2 separate regions of the Hordeum vulgare genome follow, and region 2 is linked to region 1. The links are chromatin contacts, called in public Hi-C maps. All regions are on one chromosome and are shown on one strand. Each heading gives the region's core, a stretch centred on a gene start, on an enhancer-like site or on the middle of the called end of the contact. The rest is flanking DNA. Distances are from core to core; before and after follow the strand shown. Region 1 holds the start of LOC123407401 (peroxidase N-like). Region 2 has its middle 83 kb from the start of LOC123407401.

Evidence for each region. A called contact is a pair of places that touch in the nucleus more often than the background predicts.
Region 2: a contact with region 1 is called in a Hi-C map of leaf, with 4 times the contacts expected there. The contact joins the enhancer-like site here to the promoter of LOC123407401 in region 1. A contact is called at or near these places in 2 of 6 Hi-C or Micro-C datasets (both in leaf).

What each region holds. Positions count from the first base shown.
Region 1 is chr1H:79,599,718-79,604,678 of MorexV3_pseudomolecules_assembly, reverse strand. LOC123407401 (peroxidase N-like) reads right to left here and starts at 3,580. Exons shown (of 4, transcript XM_045100527.1): 1 at 3,296-3,580; 2 at 3,011-3,193; 3 at 2,753-2,918; 4 at 1,711-2,422. The coding sequence starts at 3,520. The coding sequence ends at 1,998.
Region 2 is chr1H:79,681,274-79,686,506 of MorexV3_pseudomolecules_assembly, reverse strand. No RefSeq gene overlaps it. Among protein-coding and RNA genes, the nearest start is that of LOC123407401, 83 kb to the right of the region's middle. Within about 2 kb of position 3,031, at least 1 of the 3 cell types and tissues checked has open chromatin away from gene starts, as enhancers often do. A contact at or near this core is called in leaf, where this site is marked.

The DNA of each region.
Region 1 (4,961 bases), core at 2,331-4,830:
CCTACATGATGCAGATCAAGACCAGGAGCGCCAATGTGATCCAAAGACGAACCGGAGGTTGAGCGCCTGTAACATGGCCGTAGCAGATCCAAAGCCGAGCCGGAGGTTGAGCGGCTGCAATGGTCTCTACCGCCACGTGTCGTTGCGGCTACAGACCCGTCGTCACACTCCAGCCGTCGTTAACCGCTGCGTCGATCTTGAGCAGCTGACGCGCGAGAAGAAGGTTGCCGCTGCCGAGCCGCTCTGGCCTTGTCCTGGCGTCGTCGCCGGCGATGGCGGAGGACCGGAGGAGGAAGGTGGGAACGCTCCGGTGCGGCGCCATGGGAGCGGGCAGCAGCGCTAGATCTTTAAATGGGAGAGATTTTTTTATTTTTCGGCCTCTGCACCAACTAGGATGTATACAACCATTTTTTGTACTAGTACCAAGATAAGCATGGTGCTCAGATTTTTTTACCGAAGTCCTCAGAATTTTCTAAATGAGTAATTTCACTACACAACAAAGCTTAATATACTCTATAAATAAGAAAAAAAAACATTTGTGCATTGCGTGTCAATTTTCGGAACTGAAGTTGGATCGTTAGGCTGCATAACCACAAGCCCAACCGTTGAGCCAAAGCTCTCTTTGCATTCCAAACACATGATTTACTAATGTTTGAACCCCCCAAATGGTACACCTCTGAATAGCCTACGTAAAAGCTTCGACCAGCTAGACACGACACGATCACTCTTTCACGTTGATCCATCCGACTTCTCCGTTATATGAAAAAGTTTTTTCACGGGTGCACGGTGACGCTCCTCACAGTTCATCATCTCGATTTGGTTTTCAGAGGTCACTCTCAGTTGGCAGCAACTAGATGCAGTGTCTCGCTCCGCCGGTCCCTTTCAGGCAACTTGGAAGCGTGTGCCTGGTGCACACGACATCATCACAAGTGATAGTACTATACTAACCAGATAAGCACCCTCCCACGTGTATACCCATCCTGCTCTTCCCTGCAAGGAAAAGAAATGGCGGCACGTGGGAAATCATGTAGTCTATTTATGTACTGTATATGTACATCCGGATGTTGAGTGCGTGGGTATACATGCACCACACTCAGGAATATCAGAAGAAAAAATCTTGACGAACCAACCAGGACCCACTCTGGCAGATGAGACATTGTTCATGAAGAAAACGACCGAGACGCCAGGAATATGCTGCTTGGATCTATCGGCAGGCGCCAGGCTTACACACTCCATCCTTTCATGTCATGTCGACTCCAGCTCAGCTCTTGTCTGATGAGGTACGGGAATGAGAGTCGGCCAAGATAACATTAGTGTAAATTACCTTGCTAAATGGCCGAAAAAATTCTGAACAAAATTTTTGTAATTCAGTAATACCAAATGAAAACGGTTTGGTATTGGTTGATGGGCTGTGTCGAGGTGGTTATGCAAGAGACATCGGCCGGTCTTCTTCCTGCCATCTCCCTCATTTCCATCTCATGTGTGGAAAATACTATGACAACGTAAATCTACTCATAATTGGTTGTTGTTGGTTAATAATTTCCTTGTCCACATGGCCATGATCCGCAGCATGCAAGCCAGGTCAAACTGTAGAGACAGTTAAGATCAACCGCATGATGTGACAAAATTGAATGGAGTCAAATCAATCAACGTGGCCATCAGTCCATTGATTGTTCACCAGCTCGCACTCAAACCAGGATCATAATTAGATGATTATGAAATGTGAAGAGTTATATTTGATCTTATTTTTTCCAGCATTTAACATATTAATATCACACACATACAAGAACACATTTGATTGCCTGATTTAATTCCAAGATCATCTAGCAGTTGATGAAGTAGCACCCAGTTTGTTCTACTGGCTAGCACCACTGCACGAGCGCCTGGGATTGGATCCTCAGTTCCTCACTCCTGCTTTATTAACCAGTTGGCTAGTTCTTCCTAGCTACACATTCATCCTCTTTCACTAGCAGCTGATGAGCTCTGCTCGCCGTTGCTCATTTGGGATTCGGAACCCTGCAGTTGCAGCGGATCTCGCCGGCGCCGGCGGATTCCGGCAACGGTATGCTCCCCATCTTCACCATGGACGCGCCGAAGTCCGAGAAGAACTGCTCGCCGTCTTCGCTGTACGTCTCCACCAGCGCCTTGGTGGTGCTGGCGACGACGTCCTCATTGCCGGAGAAGAGGCCCTGGTCGGAGGAGAGGAGGCCCTTCTTGCTCAGCAGGTTGTGGTAGTACTGCTTGTCGAACACGTCCGGGGAGCCCACGTCCAGCGCGGTGGTCTGGTTGCCGTCGCCGCCGGTGCAGAGCTTCTGCAGGTTAGCAGCCATGGTGGCGTCCAGCGTCGGGTCGGCCGAGCTCTTGGTGGACGTCAGCCGATCGCTGAACAGCACGCATCTGGATCGTCCGATCGTGTGGGCACCTGTCGGTTTTGACGTTCAGAAATATTATTAGTTTTGCAAATTTGACGTACAGAATTTAGGTCATGTGTAATGTGTTCTTGACAATAGAGTTTTTCGTTCTGCACCCCATTCCATAAGATCAGGTCAAGTGGTCAACTGTATGATAATTGGCCTAAGAAAATTTTGTGACAGTTTGCATGTGAGGAATGAAATTTCAGAACTAGTTGCTTCTACTCTGATAAGCATGGCCACGCCCACACTGTCACAATTTCATTTTCAGGGATGTAGCACAGAGTTTAATTCTAGTTGTGAACTTTCGTGGAGTTTGTTGGTTTTGTGACAACTGTTACCTGACAGGACCACGACGTCTTTGGTGTCGAGGCCGACATCGGCAAATTTTTGTACGATGGAGCTGATCGGCTCGAACGGCGAGGGCAGGCCGTTGTCGGCTCCTGACTGATTCGCCTTCAGACCGTCCCTTCTCCCCAGAAGAACATCATAGTAAGGTCCTCCACTCTGAAAACAATCAGTGCATAGCTACTCAATACCTTGCCTGACAAGCTGAATGTAGCTGAAAAAATGGAGTATAAGAGCAGTAAGATGCTCACAAAGAGTACTCCATAGCCAGCTGCAAGGGCTACAACGTCAGCACAGGACACCACGCCGGGGCACATGTTTTCGAGGTCAGCCTTGATTGCGTCGATGACCTCGTACCCTCTGACGGAGTTCTGGTTGGGCAGTGCGAATTTCTCGGCGTCGGCACCATCCAGCAAGATTGAACCATCACACCCCTGCATACACCGCAACATATGTTTTCAGTAACTGCAACAAAATAGTAGCTGTACAGCAACATAACATTCATGGTAGAAAAGTTAAGAAGAAAGTTGAGGTACATTGACAAAGCAGTCATGGAAATGGAGCCTGAGCAGGGAGGCTCCCATCCTCGGCTCTTCCCTCATGGCAGCAAACACTTGCTGCTGGACAACGTCGTACACTCCGGGGCATGACCAGTCATAGAAATCACTGGTTAACTCGTCACACCTTGCGCCTTGGGTTACGAGGCACAGCACAAGAACTGAGCACACCAGGAGAAACCTGCTGCGGTGAGAGTACTCCATGTCTCAACACTTACAGTCCCACTTACTACTACACTGTCTTTGAGACTTGGACTGCCTGCATTGTTCATGGTCTCTTGGCTTGTTCTTATAGACAGTTAAAGTGGTGAATACCAGTTCCTGGTACGAAAAGTCATCGCGATAGTGGTGGGGCTGCGCATGAACCGATCTTCTCTTATTAACAAACATTTTCTTGTGCCAAAACAGCACATTCTGAAAATGGCAATTGGATGCCATGGTGGAGTCACTAGTGTGATGGTGCTGCACTTAGCATGCTTCCGTTTCCTTTTTGTCTCAAGTCCAAGGTGTAGTGGTCTAGTGGAGACCCAACCATAGGAAATTGTAATGTATTGCATGCAGTTTCGTGTGCGGATTGGGCCGCCTGCATTATCCCGCTAAATGATGCAGAGCCTGGTGGTAATAAAATCACTCTCTCGTGCAGGAAAAAAATGTTTGATCTGGTGATACGGAAGAGGTTTTCAACGATACCTGAGTTGCAAATGGTGTCGTGAAGTGCATCTCTGTTTAGAGTGGATTACACAGTTCAGTGAATGTGATGGTGCTTCAAGTCAAACTTAATAGTATATATGATCGGTTTCTTTAGTCATGGTGCTATCCATATAGATTGGCATTACAGTAGAAAACTCGAACACGGATTTAGGTACGCCTGAGAAGTTAGTTTTGGAGAACATGAATAAGAACCAAATATAATTAGAACTAATTAAAACGTAGTGCATGTTTTTTGAGGATCAATTAATTTCTGATTTTTTAATATCTCGGTTTGTTATTTAGACCTTTTGGAGTTTGCGGGTAAATAAAACTGACTGTTATCGCTTGATATATAGCCTGCAAGTATATGTATGTTGCTGGTGTTTAACACTTGAGAAGTCGAAAGTGCCCTTCTCCTCCCGAGATCATTTGAGCTCGGTGAATAGTAAAATAAATAAAAAATTAAAGAACATTCAAGAAATTCTGAATTTTTTTTAGACCAACATTGACAAAAGTATTAAGTGTGTACACAAATTTGATATGACATAACATTCCTACAAGTCGTGGAAAATAAAACAAAATCGATACTCCGAAAATGCGCTTTTGAGAGCATCGATTTGTTTTTTTTTTTGCCAAACCTTGTAGGAATGTTATTTCATGCCAAAATTTTTCACGCACTTAAAACTTTTGTCAATGTTGGTTTAAAAAAAATTAAACCTTTTTCTTTTCTTTTTCAATTTTACCGTTTACTGAGCTCAAATAAGTTCGGGAATAGAAACTCTGAGTCTTTGAGAACTAACTTTTTCATTATTGTAGAGACAACAGAAAACACTGATTAATTGCTTGTATGACTATCTATGTTGAGGCAAAACACTAGGTTGCCACCATCTAAATATCGAATACCAATGAAGGCAAGGCACAAATTTAAGGCCACACAACTTCTTTAAAAATTAAC
Region 2 (5,233 bases), core at 1,782-4,281, 82 kb before region 1:
GAATTATATGAACATGATGAAAACTAGCTTGACAAAAATTTCCATGTGTCCTCGGGAGCGCTTTACCTTATATAAGAGTTCGTCCAGGCTTGTCCCTTGCTACAAAAGGGATTGGGCCATCTTGCTGCACCTTTGTTACTATTGTTACTTGTTACCCGTTACGAATTATCTTATCACACAACTATCTGTTACCGATAATTTCAGTGCTTGCATAGAATACCTTGCTGAAAACCACTTGTCATTACCTTCTGCTCCTCATTGGGTTCGACACTCTTACTTATCTAAAGGACTACGATAGATCCCCTACACTTGTGGGTCATCACGCCCCCTACCTAGCGCGCCAAATGTCGGATTTTGGGCTCCGCAAAATCTCTAAGATTCGAACTCAGGCGCGCACGCGGAGGCCACTCAACAGATTCAGTTTACCAAGCACGTTACTCGTTGGCCAAGACTAAGGACTCACATGATGGTGAGGGGAGCACAGAACACAACAGTTTGTCCAGGTTCGGGCCGCGGCGAGGCGTAAAACCCTACTCCTGCTTTCGGTGGATTGCCTCTCACGGAGGTTAGTGGATGAACTAGTACAGTGCTCTTGAGCCTCCGGAGGCCAAGTGCTAGGCGTAGTGCTCTGCGGTTTCAATGATCCTATCCCCTTGGCAAGTATCCCACCCTCTCTCTTTATTGCGGAGGCCTGGGTCCTCTTCCTTTATCGTAGGCGGGAAGGGATCCCACAACGGCCAGTTTCGGTGAGAGACAAGGAAACATGCTTTCCCTGTTAAAAGTGGTTTTCGCCTGCAAAGTAAATGTCCGCGCCATCAGAGACGGACCTGAGGATGACGTTTGCCCTACTGCCGGGCGGCGACGGCTTCGTTGCACCAGAAGGGAAACCTTTGGAACCCCTGTACGCTCCCATCTCCTTTGCATCAAAGGGGAAACTGCCCCGCTCTGCCATCTGCTGCTCGCTTGTCCTTTCTTGGCGTCACCTTTGACTTCTGAGGCTGGGCTTTGCCTCGAAATGTCCGCCGCTTCGACGGGGTCCTGAGGAGGCCTCCTGCGGGTCTTGATGTCGTTCCTCCTCGTGAGGCTTGGCCCCTCACGAGGGCTTTGTCGAGCCTGCCGATGCTTGGTTGATGGAGTGGACCAGTCCTGGGCCACACACAGGCGAGTCCGGATACACCCGTTCCTAGAACGCCAACAGTTTTCTAGCTATATACTCCCACATGCTTGCAAACGTATGTGCTGCGCGTGTGCGGGTCGGTCATGTGTTGGGTGGTGCACCGTGTTCAAGTAGTGGAGAGACGAAATCTGATTTAAACACAACAGCTATGTTTCTGGGTAATACTATGTTAGCAAGTTTGGACTTTGGAGCAGTGGTACATATGTATGGGACATGGAGTTTGTGAACTCGAGCTCACATGGTTAAAGTATTTTCTAATGCTAGATTTTGTACATCGGATCTGGATCAAACACATGTCAATTAATCGTTGCAGCATGACCCTTTTTCTGTTGATTTTCTATGCAGCATTTTCACTGTAAAACTTGTCAAATCCTTATAAACAAGCATGGTAATTTATCTTTTTCGCATAGGAAATCTGGTCAACGGACTTTTTTAGCGCTAAAAATTAGAATTCAATTTGTTAGTGCTAAAAATCTGATGTCCGCTCACTACAAGAATAACTGTAGGACGGTTTTTTCTATGCCGACGACCTGCGTTGGTATATATGGAGGTACGCTGACCGTCAGGCAAAGACCATAGGCATAGTATGGCCGTAGGCATACCTTCATCTATGTCGACGGGGCTGTCGGCATATCCTCACCGTCGACATATACGTAGTCTCCTCTGCCCAGGCTCATATGAGAGGTTGACGCCGGTAAAACTATGTCGACGGTCATGACGATGGTCGTCGACATATCTTTTACCTTTTTTATTCGTAAAAAATCTACGTGGCAAATCTATGTCGACTGCCTCCGTCGGCATATAATTTTGTTTTTTCATTTTACATTTTAAAGCTTTAGATTTGATTAATTTAAAGGTGCTACCAGGGACTGCCACGTGGTGCTGGATGGCGCAAGTTTGACGACGACGTTGTCAACGGTCGTCAGGTGTAGTTGTCAGGTGTAGAATTTTCCCGATGATGTATGGATGCCGACGGCCGTACGGGCACCGTCAGCTTAGTCACCTATGCCGACGGTTTTTCTATGTCGACGGCCGCCCTCCAGTACATCGATGTGCGAGTTGCCGAGAGTTTAGTAGATTATTCTGGTAGTGGCTTATCTATCACGTAGCTTCCAAATTGTTTAAAGTTTTTTTTCAAAGATACTTCCTCCATTTCAAAATAAATGTCTCAACTTTGTACTGGTTTTAGTATATATTATACTCCATTCGTTCTAAATATTTGTCTTTTTAAAGATTCAACTACCGAGTATATACAAAGTAAAATAAGTGAACTTACACTCTAAATTATGTCTACATACATCTATACGTAGTCTGTAATGAAAATCTTTAAAAGGATAAATATTTAGGAACGGAGGGAGTGTGAAGCTTGAGACATTTGTTTTCGGACGGAGGGAATATACAACAAATCCATATGTGGTGTGTTTAGCAACATCCGGAGGATCAAACACCAATGACCTTTGGGGTAGTTGATGAAGACGGTACGGCGGAATATGCCCAACCACTTTGGATGGCGGGTGTAGTACAATTCTAGATTTCTTAAACCTGATTTACTTTTAGTTTAATTAAAGGAGATTTGTACTTCGTAATATGTCTGGATATTTGCTATTTGTTTTTCCAAATCATTCAAATTATATATTTGCTAAGATATTTTCATAGAGAGGCCGTGGGCAAGCTCCTTTTCGAAGAAGAAAAAGAATATATCTTATGGACAACCACACCAGAGATGTTTTATTAGATATTTCCTCTTCCTTACCATTAATATCTCATCAACCAACAGACTGAATATGAGTGCAACTCTCGAAGGAATGTGACGGCATCAACATTGATATATATTAGATATTCTAAACCCAAGATAGAAGATCGTCGTGAGACGAAACTTCCTTCCTTCTCCATTCGATGACGACGGCTGTGTTTCCATGCATACATGCAACGTCCATGTCATTTTCATATTGTACCAACATGATTACAACTAATTTTAGGAGCTTTCACCACTACCATTTTCCTTCAGAAATACATGGTCGTAAGAGATATGCATCCAGTGAAACTTAGCAAGGAAACAAAAGCCTTAGCTACCTTTAAAGTTTCTCCCGCATCCTTTCGTGTATCAGTGTATCAGGGAATCAATCCGCAGACATGAATACGGAAGAAAAACATCAGACTCTAGCCCATACATTTTAACAACAACTCGAATCAACAAGACAAAATTCATGCAAACACGGCCAAATTTCATATAAACACCACAGGTTTCATATAAAAATATCGGATTTACATATAAACATGAAGGATATCATTACATTTACATCAACTAAGTAGTGCTAGTTCGAGTGTGGAGGTATAATTAATACCTAATCTAAATGATTGTTAATGGATCCCTCTGTCTTCCTCATGTCCAACAGGCCGATCACCAGACTGTTGGGAGTGTCGATGGCATATCCTTTTGCTCAACGGATGGCTCGCTTCCCCACCGATCGTCAGTCTGGAACCCCCGAATGTTGCTTCAACGGGAGGGGAAGGGGTTGCCTTCGCTTCCAGGGATCCCATGTGGGGTCAACGATTGTCCTCGCAAAAGAAGAACCGGGCAAGACACCAGCTGTGTACGCCGGTGTCGCCTCGGCGGTGGCCTTCGTGAGACCCAAGCGACGACAACCTCCTGTATTCTACTTCTCCTTGATGATGGTGGCGTACTCAAAGGTGCTGGCCACCGACTCGTCGCTCTCCGTTCACCCAACTTCTGTCTCTATCTGCATGGCGCGGACGCAAGCACGGGAGACACGGTCGCAGATACGGGAGACGCAGTTGCCGTCGTGCCCCCCATCGTACCAGCGTGGAGCAACTCACCACTCCTCATCGACCTGGCCTAGAGCGGCGAGTTGTTGAATCACGCGTCGGCTTGGGGCGGTAACTGACTTCGTCGGGATAGGCCAGGGGGGTGGAGCAGCGAGCTCCTTTGCTCGTATATGGTGGGCTGGCGGGCCACCAAGCCGGCTTGTATGCCGAGGAACTGCTCTTCGAAAGCCATTGGAAAAGTTGAGTGAATGGTGAAGGAGGAGATTGGAGAGCGGTGGAGGGGTGCGACTCTTGCCTGACTTTTGTCCTCGTTTAAACTGAGGGCGGACGAAAGGATCTCGTCCGGCGTTGTGTTTAATTCTGGCCCACTCATGATCGGATGTGTAGCCGAAGTAGGTTTCTCAGCTTCCACGTGCGTTTATTGAAGGCGTTTGAATGTGACGGGGAGCCGTGTTCAGCTGGGCGTGCATGTTGGCTTTTAAACCATAGATCAAATCACGACCGAAGCTAATACACGGACGTGTGTAAAGCTGGCTTGAAGCAAGCAAGCAAGCAAGCAGGTTAATGGATTCTTGAACCTGGCTTGCTAGCTAGCTCTAGTCGGTCGAGTTTCTTTCAGCAGCATTGACGGAACTCAACGAAAACGAATCGATAGCCGCAAGCTCGTATCGAGCGTATTAACTTTTCTTTGATCTCTCTGATCTTGATACAAAGACTACACAGGGGTATACGTATATATATTGCTAAGCTAGGCCTACTGCAAACCGACTCGGTTTGCAATACTACTACTAATCCTATTCGGTTTGCAATACTAACCAAATTAGGACACACGTGTACGTTTAGACTACAACTAGGTTAATTACTACATTCACCTCCTTAACCTTGTTGATATGTCTTCATTGCTTGCACTCCGACTTTCTTCTTCATCTCGATGAACTTCTGTCGACCGAGGGACTTGGTGAAAATATCGGCAAGCTGGTCCTTCGTATTCACGTGTAGAACTTCTATCATCCCTTCTCAACGCACTCCCGGATATGATGGAACCGGGTATCTATGTGCTTGCTCCTTTCGTGATGAACCGGATTTTTGCACAATGAGATTGCAGCTTGGTTGTCAATCTTTAATGACACCTTCTGCACCTCCCGCTTTGCAAGAATAGCTAGGAGTCTTCTCAGCCAAACTACTTGACAAGCCGCCGTGCTTGCCGCTATGTATTCTGCCTCGCATGAAGACAGTGCCACCACCTTTTGCTTCTAAGAATTCCAGCTA